Regions from separate parts of the Triticum aestivum genome. Here region 1 is linked to region 2. The links are chromatin contacts, called in public Hi-C maps. All regions are on one chromosome and are shown on one strand. Each heading gives the region's core, a stretch centred on a gene start, on an enhancer-like site or on the middle of the called end of the contact. The rest is flanking DNA. Distances are from core to core; before and after follow the strand shown.

Region 1 (6,784 bases), core at 235-2,734, 370 kb after region 2:
ATCAAAGGTGGCCATCTTGTTCGATCCAGCGAGGATACTCGCCGCCGAGCAGCAAGAGGTGGGGAAGGTCTCGCGCTCATGTGCTTGCAGGACTCGGCGGCGAGTGTGATGCGGTGAGGTGGGAACGTGATGCTTCGGACGAAAGCCTTGTGCCGACCTAGTCGGCAACAATGACGGCGACACCTATGGGCCACATTTTTTCCTCGGAGGTGTCATCGAGAAGCTTCCGTCTTTGTTCCATGGTATGCTCCGGGCAAAAGCCTTAGATCCATATTGGATCCAACGACAAAGACGCCATCGATGTCATTTTCCCCCTTGGGGGCGTCGCCTTCGAGCCGTTGATTTGCGGTCGGTCGTTAGGGGTCCCGGTTGGTTTGCTGGCACTTCTTGGGGCGTCTGGGGTGCCTTGGTCATCCTGGTGTTGTTGATCGACCTCCTCTCATGAGTGCCTCTCATGAGTGCTCGCGACGTTGGTGATGTCTCAAAGTTCAGTGACCTTCGATTGCGCTTGAGGTTTCGTTGCCTTGCATAGGGCTCTAGTTCATTCTATTTATGATGGTGGCCATGGGGTGGCCAAGAGGAGGTGCAGGGGCTGTCTCGGCAGATCATTGCCTCTCTTTGTCACAACGTGGCTAGGTGGTGGGAAGCCCTTCGACAATAGATGTGACACTCTCCTATGTCTTGAAGGTGAAGAGTGATCCCAGGGGCAGCGACTTCTTCTCTGGGTCTTCTCGGTGTCAGATTTCCTTTCCACTGATCCAACTATGCTAGTTTCTCGGTCTGATCTAATGGCGATGGTTGCTGAGCTCTTGGTGGTGGTTGTTTGTTGTAGCTCGTTTCTAGTTCTCATTTCAGTTCTCTTCCTCTGCTTCCCTGATCCTTGTGTGTCGTGCGCTACGTCCTATAGCCGTCGTGTGCTTTTGCCTGCCGTAGCAGCTTAAGAAAAATGCACGCGACTAGTAAATCATAAGTTGCGCTAATGATCTATCTACAATACCCTAATTGCAGAATAAGGAAAATCGAAGCCAGGCATGAAGCCCAATCTTCCATCGAGAGGGGAGGGGAGAAATAAAGAAATCTCACTGCTCGGTGAGGAATAGGAGGAAGTGGTCGGTGGCGTCTTCGCCCCAGAAGGACTCACACCGGCCCGACCCCCGCCGGACGGCTTCCTTCGCCATGCCTTCGTCAATCCGGTAGTTGTGATATTTGTGGATGCGCATGTCGATGCGGCGCCAGAGCTCGGGTTCATTGCGTATGGCCCGGCGCCAGGAGCGGCATACTCGCCCCGCTCCGCCCACCATGAGCTCGATGGTTTCCAGGTATTGGAGCACCGACAGTAGCGCGTCTATAGGCAGATCCGCCCAATCCGCGGACGGCCGCACCTCGCCGCAGCGGCGGGGCCGGCGGCGACGGCGGGAGGGGAAGGAGGACATCGCGTGGGGCGTGGGGCGTGGGCCTATGTTCTTTTTTTTTAGGGGTGGGGCGTGGGCCTATGACGGAGCGTGCACTCGCGTCAGGCCGTCGCTATAAATGGGCCAGCCTAAGGTTGCAAGTAAGTTATTCTTTCCCCAGTTTTTTCCATCGTTCTTTTTTTTTTAATATTGTGAATACATATGTTTAAAAACATAAAATTAATGCAATGTAAAACATTTATCTTGATTAAAAAAACCAACATATTAGCTTAATGCAATGTAAAAAAAATAGCTTGATTCAAAAAATTGTTGATAGCACACAAAAAAAAATGTTGTGAAATTTAAAAAAAGTTCATGAATTTTAATGTAATATGTTGAACTTTGTATGAATTAGGTTCAGTTTGCATGAAATTTGTCCTTCTAGTTCAATTTTCATTTGAAATGCGGGTGGACGTTTCGGCCATGTGGTTGGGTGGCCGGCTCCTGTATTCTCGTCGAGGGACGGACGACGAGCCCGATTTGCAGAACGCCGTTGGAGATGCCCTTATAACCCTTGTTTTTTCTTTTTAGGTTATAGGTGACTTGGAGTAGATGTTGCCACCTGCTGGCAGTCCAACAATGATTTGCCAGAGAAGATCGGACAGTCTATCCAACAGGGATGATGACAGTGAGGCCAGGTTGCTAGGTTCGTCTATCCCGAGCAAACCGTCAGATGGAATCATTCAAGCAGAACACGCCACCGGGAGAGAGAACACGACGAGGGAGCCACCGGCCAAACCCAGCAACGGTTAGTAGTACAGCCTGGACCGACATTTCCAATCTTGACACCTTTACTACTCAACCTCCCACCCCCAACACCTCACACACACCTGCACTGCGTTGCGTTGCCTTGCGCTGGCTTCCTTCCAAACCTGGGACCTGGAGGAGGGTCACGCGTCGCGAGCCATCCCTGGGTAACTGGAAAGAAACGCGTGACAACCTCCTCCCGTGAGCTGTCCCGTCGTCCATGTTCCGTGCTTCCGAAGAACAGCTCACGGAATTTGGCTTGCAAGACAACTCACAAGTTGCATCCTGCCTAGCACATATTCTATCCACACTCAACAATAAGATAAGAATAAGATAGCCCCCATAATGATGTAAGTTGCCGCGCATGGTAAAAGAGACGCATCAAAGGCACGCGAGCAAGTGGTAAAAAGAATCGTTGGGTTACTCTTACTCAACCCTGAGTGGGTATGAACAGTACAGCACTCAATTAGCTCTTTGAATTACATAGCAAACGGCGGTGGGCAGATCGGTCAACAACATATGAAAGAATCAACGGCTGCAGCTACCAGAAGCTATACTTGGGTCAAACATCCCTTCCTCGCACACAAGTCAAGTCAGCATATAAATTCAACCGGACTTTACAAATTGCATCGACGAGAAAGTCAAAAAAGGGGGGGTAAAAAAGAATTCCCTCACGACGGCCCGCTGTATCCTGAACTGTAGCCACTGTGGCCACCTTTCTTCATTGTCCCTGTCTCGATTTCTTGAGTTTGTTGGCCCTCACTGCTTGATGCAGATGGTATCTGACCATACTCGCTCGTCGGCGCACTGTATTGGCTGCTCGTGTAGTCATTCGTCGTAAAGGCCATCTTCTTGAACTTCTTCATGTCCTCGTTGTACTGCCCAGAATCATAGTCAGAGCTGCTGTATGATCCGAAAAAGCGGCTATGACCAGGCCGAACACCTTCGTTAAGATCCTCCAAAGAGACGTCACCTTCTAAGGCCCGAACAACCTGGCAATCATATCAGGTATGAGCAACCACATAATTCTCACTTGTAGCCACAATACTAAGGGCTGAAAGCATTATTGTGCTATAAGCAGATTACAGCTCTATTAACATCTAAAATGCCCGAAGTAGATGTCGAATTGATTTTCATATACAAGTTACCTGACTCATTCGAGGGCGACGACGTGCTGAATGGCGTACACATGCAGCAGCACATGCTATCATTCTGGCAATCTCATTAGGATTGAAATCCTTTCCCAGACGAGCATCCACTAACTCATCATAGTTACCATCCTCAAGTGCTCGCATCAGTAAAGGTCTTGCCTATAGATGGTCAAATATGTTACTCCATCGACAACATTAATTCAATAGAAGAAACGATTCTAACAGAAGGCTTACAGATAATGAAGTATATAAATTGACTACAAAGAAATGACACACAGACAATAGCTTTGTCAAAAAAATGTTCAATGATCATATAGTTTCTTACAACTTATTAACATACAATGATCAAAACTAGCAAAGCAATTTGCTTCTACAAGACCATGATAAGTCAAAAGCTAAAACAATGTTTGACTCGAGGTTGTATTCTTAAAGCATTCAAACATAAGTATGCAAATGTACTTACAGCACATAATATTAAATCTACAAACGTCATGATCAGTAATGACAATGACAGCACATAATATTAAAGCATTTTAAAAAACAAATCATGAAAATGATCATGTACCCAAAATGTCCCTTGCCTGACGTACATAAGAAACTACCAAACTTTCCTGACTTATCTAGTCGAAGTATCATGGGTAACACCAAACTTAAGTAGGCTATTAAAATACTTACCCAATCAACCAAGCTGTCATCCATATATGTTTGGGTTGAATCAACAGGCCGGCGCCCAGTTATCAGCTCAAGAAGCATCACTCCAAAGGAAAAGACATCTGATTTCTCAGTTAGCTTTCCAGAAGACGCATATTCTGGTGCTAGATACCTAATACCATAAAAAAGGTCTCAGGAAACTGTAACTGCAACTACAGCATAGCAAATTGAATGATGATTCAGTTTCTATCTAAAATACTGAAACAATATAAATGACACAAACTAGGGGTTTTCCCGTAAAGAAATTTAAACATATCACACACCCGAAAGTGCCCATTACTCTTGTTGACACATGTGTGCTGTTATCAGAGGTGAACTTTGCCAGACCAAAATCCGCAACCTGTAGAGAGGATTACAATTAGCTCTGGTTATGCACAAACAAAACGAGTAAGACACTGAAATTGGATAAACTCAAAGTTGTTGTCTACACAGCTACATCAATAAACACCTTAAGATGGCATTTCAAATTTCAACAACAAATACACAAAGATAATTGCACCACATGTTTACTCCCAAAGCATGTAAATTATTTATGTCAGAACTCTAATGAAGATGGTAATGTTAAATTAAATAAATGGTTAAACAAATGTTGTTAACAGACACGATAGAAAGGAAGCAGAAATGGAGAAGTATAACCTACCTTAGCTTCGAATTTAAAATCAAGAAGAATGTTTGATGACTTTATATCACGATGTATGATCTTCGGGTGGCCTGTCAATTATGAAAACAAACATTATTTAAGGACCTGTTTTTGGTTACACGCCTATCTTCTATGCTAGTTTTGAAATATAATTGCACAAAAAAAGGTACACATTGTGGTAAACTCACAATCTTCGTGAATGTATGCCAAACCCTTAGCAGCACCAAGGGCAATCCTTAGTCTTATGGGCCACTCCAACGTTGGACGGCCTTCTCCTGTGGAAGGTGAAAGCAGTCTTAACAATCAGCAACAAAACTTAGGGCGTATAACATATCATATAGCGACTAACTTGTAGCATACAAGCCTCAAATTAGAAGTAAAAAATAAAATAAAAAATGAAGGAGATACAAAACTTCATCCATGAACTTCACTATGATAGGGCATATTACTGTCTGTTGCCATTTCAACCAAGTAAAACACAAAGTAACTAGCGAAATGGACAAAGGGCTTTTGATTCTACTTGGTTCTTTCCCGCAAATGCAGAGTTTCTAATGACAATTTTACAAGTTAGTAGTTACTATGGTAAAAGGGAACAAGCTAGAAAATTAAATCATATAGTTTCAGTTGTTATCTAGTTTTAACATTTTCTTTGTGAAATGTGAATAGATGTGTTTCTAAAGTTGTTGTTTTATGGGATGTGGGATAGATGTATTTATACGCTCAGCTATTATCGTCTCATGGATAAACCATGCATACAGAAGATAGATCAATGAGGCAATAAGGCATACCATGTAAGTGGAATTCCAATGTGTTATTGGTGACAAACTCATATACAAGCAACCTCTTCCCCCCAGAGATGCAGTAACCAACCAGAGACACAAGATGCTTGTGATGAACACGGCTGATAATCTCAACCTCCGCCTGGAACTCACGCTCTCCCTGGCCACTCCCAAGTTTCAATTGCTTCACAGCAATCTCTTTGCCATTAGGCAGCACTCCTTTGTGAACATATCCAAAACCACCTTGTCCGAGGAGATTAGCATCAGAGAACCCATCGGTTGCCCTCACCAGCTCATCATAAGTGAATGTGCTCTTAGAGTTCGTGAAGCCAAGGGCGGTGCCAGGGGATGGTGGAGGCAGGATCTCACCACCTGAGTAATTAGAACCTGACCCACCGCTGCTGTTTATCATAGGTGGTGGAGGCGGCGGTGGTGCCTGTGGAGGACGATTGGCATATGCCGGAGGAGGTGATGGGTGCATCTTAACCACATGATCAGGTGGAGGAGGAGCATTATTCTGCCAATTCTGGTATGTTGCTCCATAATGATCCTCTGCAGTAAGACAGAATATTGTTAGGATTAGAAAAAGTGTTTCCGTTTTGCAAGTTGGAAGAATTAAGCTCATCATAAGATATCGAGATGCAACATATGCAATTGCTTTTCTGTTCCAAACAAAAGAAATGATGAACAGAATAAATTATGACACCTAACACAGACAACAGGCATGATGCCATCATGCAATCATTTAGGAGTACTTAACACTACCGATAGCCTAGCACATACAGATAATTTGAATGTAACAAAAACAGGGATTTTCCTAGATGAGCCGTGACAATTGAGAAGTACTACTACTAGTAAAATTCAGGTGCGGCACTAGCTAAATTGAAATTTTCCGAAGTGCTTACACGTCAACGACACGGCACATGCAGCTAAACACACCTAACCCGTGCCTAAGCATAACAAGTGCGAATTGCAGCCAAATTTGCCGAGAATAGGAGGATTCCAACCGACAGCACCGTGACTGGCTGCTTGCACACGATACCCGCACACCAGATCTAGATCTAGACAGCGACAGCTAGTATTCGGGAGGTGCAAACCTTTGTACTGCGGAGGAGGAGGCGGCGGGTAACCATAGTGCGGGGGTGGAGGCTGGCGGCGGCGCTTCTTCCGGAGGCAGCAGAGGCACACGAAGGTAGCGAGCAGCAGCAGCACGAAGCCACCCACGGCTACGCCGACGACCACCGACGTGGACACCCCGGAGCCACCGCCACCGGAGGAATGAGGCGGCGATTTGGGCGACGGGTT
Region 2 (6,004 bases), core at 2,774-5,273:
TGGCCAGATTTGGTGTACAATGTCGTGGGCAGCTTGGTTTGGGCTGACATTACGGAGTCTTTGTGTCTTTGTCGGAACGTCGAGGAGGCGGCGTTGCCCCAGTTTATGAATAATTTCCTTCCCATCCTACCCAGATCCATTCAGTGTGTTTAGCGCATGTGGAGAGCGTGTGAAGGTGTGTCTTCAATGGATTTTTCTGGATCTAGTCGAATTTGGTCCCCATGGATCCGTATGGATTCGATCAACGTTCATGGTCTTTGGAGTATCTAGCTCTTTTTTGGGTCTTCTTCTATAGGGTGGCAATTTACTAAGCACATCCTTGGCATTGGCGTCTTACGATCTACATCGACAACTTACTAGCCACTGCTTCTACAAGCTCATGTGTTTACACAAGTTTGCTTCTTTGAGGCGGAGGACCAAAACGTCATCGAGTTTTGCTCACGGTGCATCGCTGATGGATGCAGGAGGACGAAGGTTTTGATATACACGAGGTTTAGATGCAAGGACTTGTGATACTTAAAATATGGACTTACGACATTCCGCAAAAGAAGGGATTCAAACTAAAAATAAATTGAGCCTTTAACCAGATTCAAAATGGTTGAAAACTGTCAAATAAGATTTCAATATATTCCCAGAGGCTCTAAACTACAAATGGGGCGCGAAAAAATTTCTGGAATTCTGAGTATATTTTGGAAAACATGAATATTTTTTGAAATTTGAATAATTTTGAAAATTTATAATTTATGTGAAAAAAGAAAGTAGTAAAGAAAAACAGGAACATGAAAAGCGAAGAAATAAAAAGAAAAAGGAAAAACAACTTAAATCCAAAAACTAGTAAGAAACGAAAAATGGAAACCTTTTAGAAGTTCCCAAAATCGGTAATATTCCCAAAATTGAAATGTTAAATCTATGTAATGGGCCAACCGAAGTCGATTGCCTGTGCAATAGGTGGACATAGTCCTAAAATACGGGAGCTCCTATGTGCCGCTTATTGCGGCACACAGTCGGGGCTTTGCACAGGGGACCGCCCGACTGGGCCAGCCCATCAGGGTGTGCCATACTATAGCGTGTGTGCGGATACTGTAGCGGGTAGCGGGCGAATAATCCGCAAAAATTTGTAGGCAATGGAGTGGGATCGAACCGTAGAACTCCTGCTACACTAGATAGTTCATAACCACTAGACCTAACAACAGTTACTGACTAAAACAGCAACGCAAAACTTTAAGAAGGAATGCCAACAACAGATCCTCATTTTTTAAAAAGTTCAAACACAACCTTTTCTTTGCAAACATGCATATTATTTTGAAACCCGATTTTCTAAAACATAGTAAATAGTATTTTAGAAAAGCAAAAATTTTAAATGCTAACCTTTTCAGACAATTAATAATTCTTTAAAACTCAAACAGTTTTCTAAAACGTCAAATATTTTTTGGAAAATCTTGATTATTCTTAAAAACATCAACATTTTTTAATCATTGATCAATTTTAAGAAACGGGAACATTTTTTCAAAACTTTGAATGAAGTTTGCAAACAGGAATATTTTTATAAACTTCGAACAAATTCAAAAGTGCGAATATTTTTAGGATCTATGAACAAAAATTAAAATCGGGTACATTTTGAAATTCCAAGAAAAATTGGAGAAATAGAACATTTTTTGAAAGCAGGAACATTTTAAACTCCTGAACAAAATATAAAAATGCGAACAATTTTTGAAAGAACAAACATTCTTTTAAACTCCCGAACAAATTTTGAAAATGGCAACATTTTCTGAAACTCTTGAATTTTTTCTTGAAATCACGAATAATTTTGGAAACACAAACATTTTTTGAAAACGGGAACATTTTAAACTCCCGAAAAAATATAAAAGAGCAAACAATTTTTGAAAACATGAATATTTTTTAAACTCCGGAACATATTTTGAAAATGGGAACATTTTCTGAAACTCTTGAAATAAAAAAAAACTTGAATAATTCAGAATCACAAACATTTTTTGAAAACATGAATATTTTAAACTCCTGTAGAAATTTTTGAAAACACAAACATTTTTTTAAACTCCAGAACAACTTTTGAAAATGGGAACTTTTTTGAAACTCTTGATTTAAAAAAAAAGATGAACAATGTTGAAAACACAAACATTTATTGAAAACAGGAACAATATCTGAAACTGGAACTTTTTTAAACTCCTGAAAAAATGAACAATTTTTAGAATTTGTGAATAGTTTCTAATTCGTGAACAAAATTAGAGATTGGAAACATTTTCTGAAGTTTCCGAACATTTTTTGAATTTGTGAAAAAAATTTCATAACAAGAACAGTTTCAAATTCATGAACAAAATTAGAAATTGGGAGCATTTTCTGAAGTTCCTTAACATTTTTTGAATTTGCGAAGAAATTTTCAAAACATGAGCACTTTTAAAAATTGTACACAACATTTTGAAAATAGGAACTTCTTTTGGAATTCCCCAAAATTGTCGAATTGTGAACAAAAATGTAAAACACGAACATTTTTAAAATATCTGGGAATTTGTTGGACACAAAAAATAAACTTGAAATAGGAAACAAAAAAGAAAGAAAGGAAAAAGAGAAAAAGAAAAATGAAAAAGATAGAAAAGAAAAATAAAAAAGAAACAGAAAAAACCAGTTCAGGAACTTGCTAGAAGGTTCCTAAAACCGGAAAAACCGGCTGAAGGTTCCGAAAACCATCCTGGAACACGCGCGTGCTTCTAAACGGGCCGGCCGGTCTTGATGCAAGGTGTGCGGTACCCCCACATTTTGACGCAGCGAGCGGCAAAAAGGATTTTCCCTAAAATACGACAAATAGGAATCAGGGAGCTCCTATACGGCGCTTTAGGCGCCTGTTGCGAAGGGCGCTCACGCGGCCACACTTGGGCCGGACAAACGCACGCTGGCTCGCTCGTTTGCCAAAGACAAAAAACTTCCTTCTTCGATGTGGAAAAATCCAAAAAAATCGCAGAAAAACAAAATTTTCATAAATACAAAAATGTTCAAGGATTTTGAAAAAATTGCACAAACTTCAGAAAGTTAATGAATTTGAAAAATTTCATTGATTTGATTTTTTCATCAATTTTTTAAAAACTTCATCAAATTTGATAATAAATTTTAAAAACTTGAAATGTTCACGATTTTAAATTTGTTCTCATTGATTTCGAAAAATTTCCATCTATTTGGAAAAAGTTTATCTATTTCAAAAAAGTTCATCGATTTTGAATAAAGTTCATCAATTTTGAACAAAATCATTGATATTGAAAAAAGTTCATGAATTTGTAAAAATATGTTTTTATTTTGAAGAAGTTCATCAATTTTTAAAAATTTTCAATGATAAAAAGTTCATCTATATTGAAAAAAGGTTAGAGAATTTTTAAAAATCAACTTTGAAAAAAAGTTGACGGATTTCAAGAAAAGTTCTTTTAGTTACCAAAAATTGCAAAATAGAAAAGTTCATGCATTTATCAAAAGAAAAAAAATGATACAAAATGAAGATAATAAGAATAAGAATAAGGACGAAAAATAAAAAAGACCATTCGAAAAGACGAGAAAAAGTAACAAGAAAATCGAAAAAGAAAGAAAAAGAGAAATTGAAACGGGAAAATAAAAAAGGAAATAAGAAAGAAGAAAACGTTGAAAAAGATGTTTTTTCCTTAGACACCGTTGAAAAAGAGGTAAGTTTTTTTTTGAGAGAATGAAAAAGAGGTAAGTAGTCACATGAAAAGAATGTGGCTGCTCACAGTTTTTTACGTTTTAACAACCAGAAAAAATTAGATGGGCCAGTCCAGGTCGCAGGAGAGTGTGCGCCCATTTGTAAAATGACCTATAATGGGCGCTGAAGCGCCAAATAGGTAATTCTCAAAAAATAAAAAATAAAGCGCCAAATAGGTGCTGTGTAGGAATTAAGGTCACGGGCCACGAGGCCCGGTCAGGAAGGAGGCGACGGATGAGGCTGAGAATGGTGGCAGGCCCCACAATGGGACTCCCACACGCCCAGACCGAGAGGGTCAGATGTCCTCGACTCGCAGTCCCAGTGTCTCCTTCCTCCTCTCCTACCCTGCTCGGCTCGCACGCACAGGCACTCGAGCTGGGGTCCATCCTATCCTAGTAGTATTATCCTAGCACCCCATGGGCTTGGGCCCGAGGTGGTCGCCGTGGGCGGCGTTGCCGTTCTCTCCTCGATCTCGCAAGGGAGGCGGAGGGGGGTGGGGATTGGGAGGGCTCAAGGCCATCGGGTGGATCCTCTTCGCCGGCGTCTCCTTCCGTCTGCTCTGCTCCTTCTCTTCCTCTTCGTCTCTGTCGCCGGATATCAAGGAAGGTACGGGATTTCTCTGCCAGTTCTAGTTTCAGTTGAGTAAGAAAGTTAAGAGATTCGTAGGGTTTAGGTTTATCTTGTCGGGGGTTTTAGTGAGGGCGAATTGTTTCGCATTTTGTCTCGCCTGTAGTTTTTGGTGATTTTTTGTTTGTTGGAAATTGCGCCGTATTTTCTTGAGTTCAAGGTTGGAACTTGGAACTTATGTTTTGGTTCCGTGAAATAGGAATTTTACTCTATCGTTCCTGAACGCCTGTTGTGGTCTTAATAAGACAAAGTTCAGAAAGATATTGGGTGATTGCAGATGAATAGGGATTGCACGTTTACAGCCTAATTGTTCTGTTGCATCTTGAATGCTGGGGAAATCGGTCCCTATCATTTTTAGGTATAAGTGTTATTTTCCCCCGGTTCGATGGGTAGCTCGGAACGGGACTGAGAACAAAATGGAGCAGTTTCGAGCATTTTCATTTGATGTATGTACTTTCTAGTATAAAAAGTTGATCTTTTACTTATCCTCCATGTTTGGAAACATTGAACCTTTATTTATGAGCATAGGAGTCGTTATAACGACAGTTGTATTTGTTTTGTTTTCCATTGGCAATTGCCAACTTGAATTCTACATTTTGGTTTTAAGGTGTGCTTTTGCATGGAATAGAAAGTAAGACACGAAACCGGTGGTTTAATCCCGTCTAGCGGGTAAATATTTATGTAAAATACCGAGAATTCAGATACTGCCATGTGATGTACTTGAGTTAAAAAGTACGGGAATGAAATTCTATACAATTATACTAAAAGCTTTGCTTCGCTACACCCATAAAAAAATATTACAAGCTTCGACACAGATCAATTGTTAAGACAAAATTGCTACTAGTTGACTTCTTTGATTAAATGTTAGCAGCTCCTTTGCTATTCATTTTATAGAAAATATTTATAAGGAAATGGGTATATGTTTGTGGGCACCAAAAAAATTACTCCCTCTGTCTCAAAATGTAAGACATTTGACATTATCATAGTGTAAAAAACCGTCTTACATTTTGTGGCAGATGTAGTAGTAAATAATGTTTATTGACACTTTTGGCGGCATAATCATGAGTGTAACAGTTGAGTTCAATTTGTTAACCTTTGTAGACCTTCCCAAATTTGTGGCTTAGGAAGAAAAGGGATAAAATTTATATGTTTGATAAGTGCTAAAAAGTACCCCCTCTGTAAAGAAATATAAGAGCGCTTAGATCACTAAAGTAGTGATCTAAACGCTCTTATATTTTTTTATGGAGGGAGTAATAATTTTTAGTCCTCAGTTGATAACTTGTCATAACATTTTCACTCATAGGTTCCACATCTTCCATGTCAGCTTGCCATATTTGTGGCTTAGGAAAAAATGGTGAATGCGTTTATATAAGTGCTAACAAAACGAATTCTTAGTTGTCATAACATCTTTATTCATAGGTTCCACCCCTGCCAATGTCACAACTCGTGGAATTCATATTAATATGAAAGATATCTCTTAAATCCTGAGCTGTAAAGGAATTTAGCTTTACTTTTCAAGGGTAATTAGGATACCAATTATGTAGATCATTTTGATTTTCAGATAGAAAATATCACCATTCAATCTGCCCACTATACCTTTTGTCTGTTTATAAACACGGCAATGTATCAGGTGAAAACTCTATTTCAGTGCAAACATGG

The links. Hi-C and Micro-C count contacts between places; a contact is called where the count stands out from the background.
Region 1: a Hi-C map of leaf shows a contact between it and region 2, with 4 times the contacts expected there. The contact joins the promoter of LOC123180768 here to the promoter of LOC123180767 in region 2. A contact is called at or near these places in 2 of 5 Hi-C or Micro-C datasets (both in leaf) and 1 of 1 datasets of contacts at active chromatin or transcription factors (leaf).

What each region holds. Positions count from the first base shown.
Region 1 is chr1D:140,405,842-140,412,625 of IWGSC CS RefSeq v2.1, forward strand. It overlaps LOC123180768 (putative F-box/LRR-repeat protein 23), which reads right to left and starts at 1,485. Exons shown (of 2, transcript XM_044592901.1): 1 at 1,084-1,485. The coding sequence starts at 1,433. LOC123180769 (proline-rich receptor-like protein kinase PERK1) reads right to left here. Exons shown (of 8, transcript XM_044592902.1): 1 at 6,577-6,784; 2 at 5,489-6,031; 3 at 4,889-4,975; 4 at 4,701-4,771; 5 at 4,324-4,400; 6 at 4,025-4,172; 7 at 3,347-3,508; 8 at 2,599-3,190. The coding sequence ends at 2,870.
Region 2 is chr1D:140,032,809-140,038,812 of IWGSC CS RefSeq v2.1, forward strand. It overlaps LOC123180767 (protein trichome birefringence-like 25), which reads left to right and starts at 4,024. Exons shown (of 3, transcript XM_044592900.1): 1 at 4,024-4,324. The coding sequence starts at 4,135.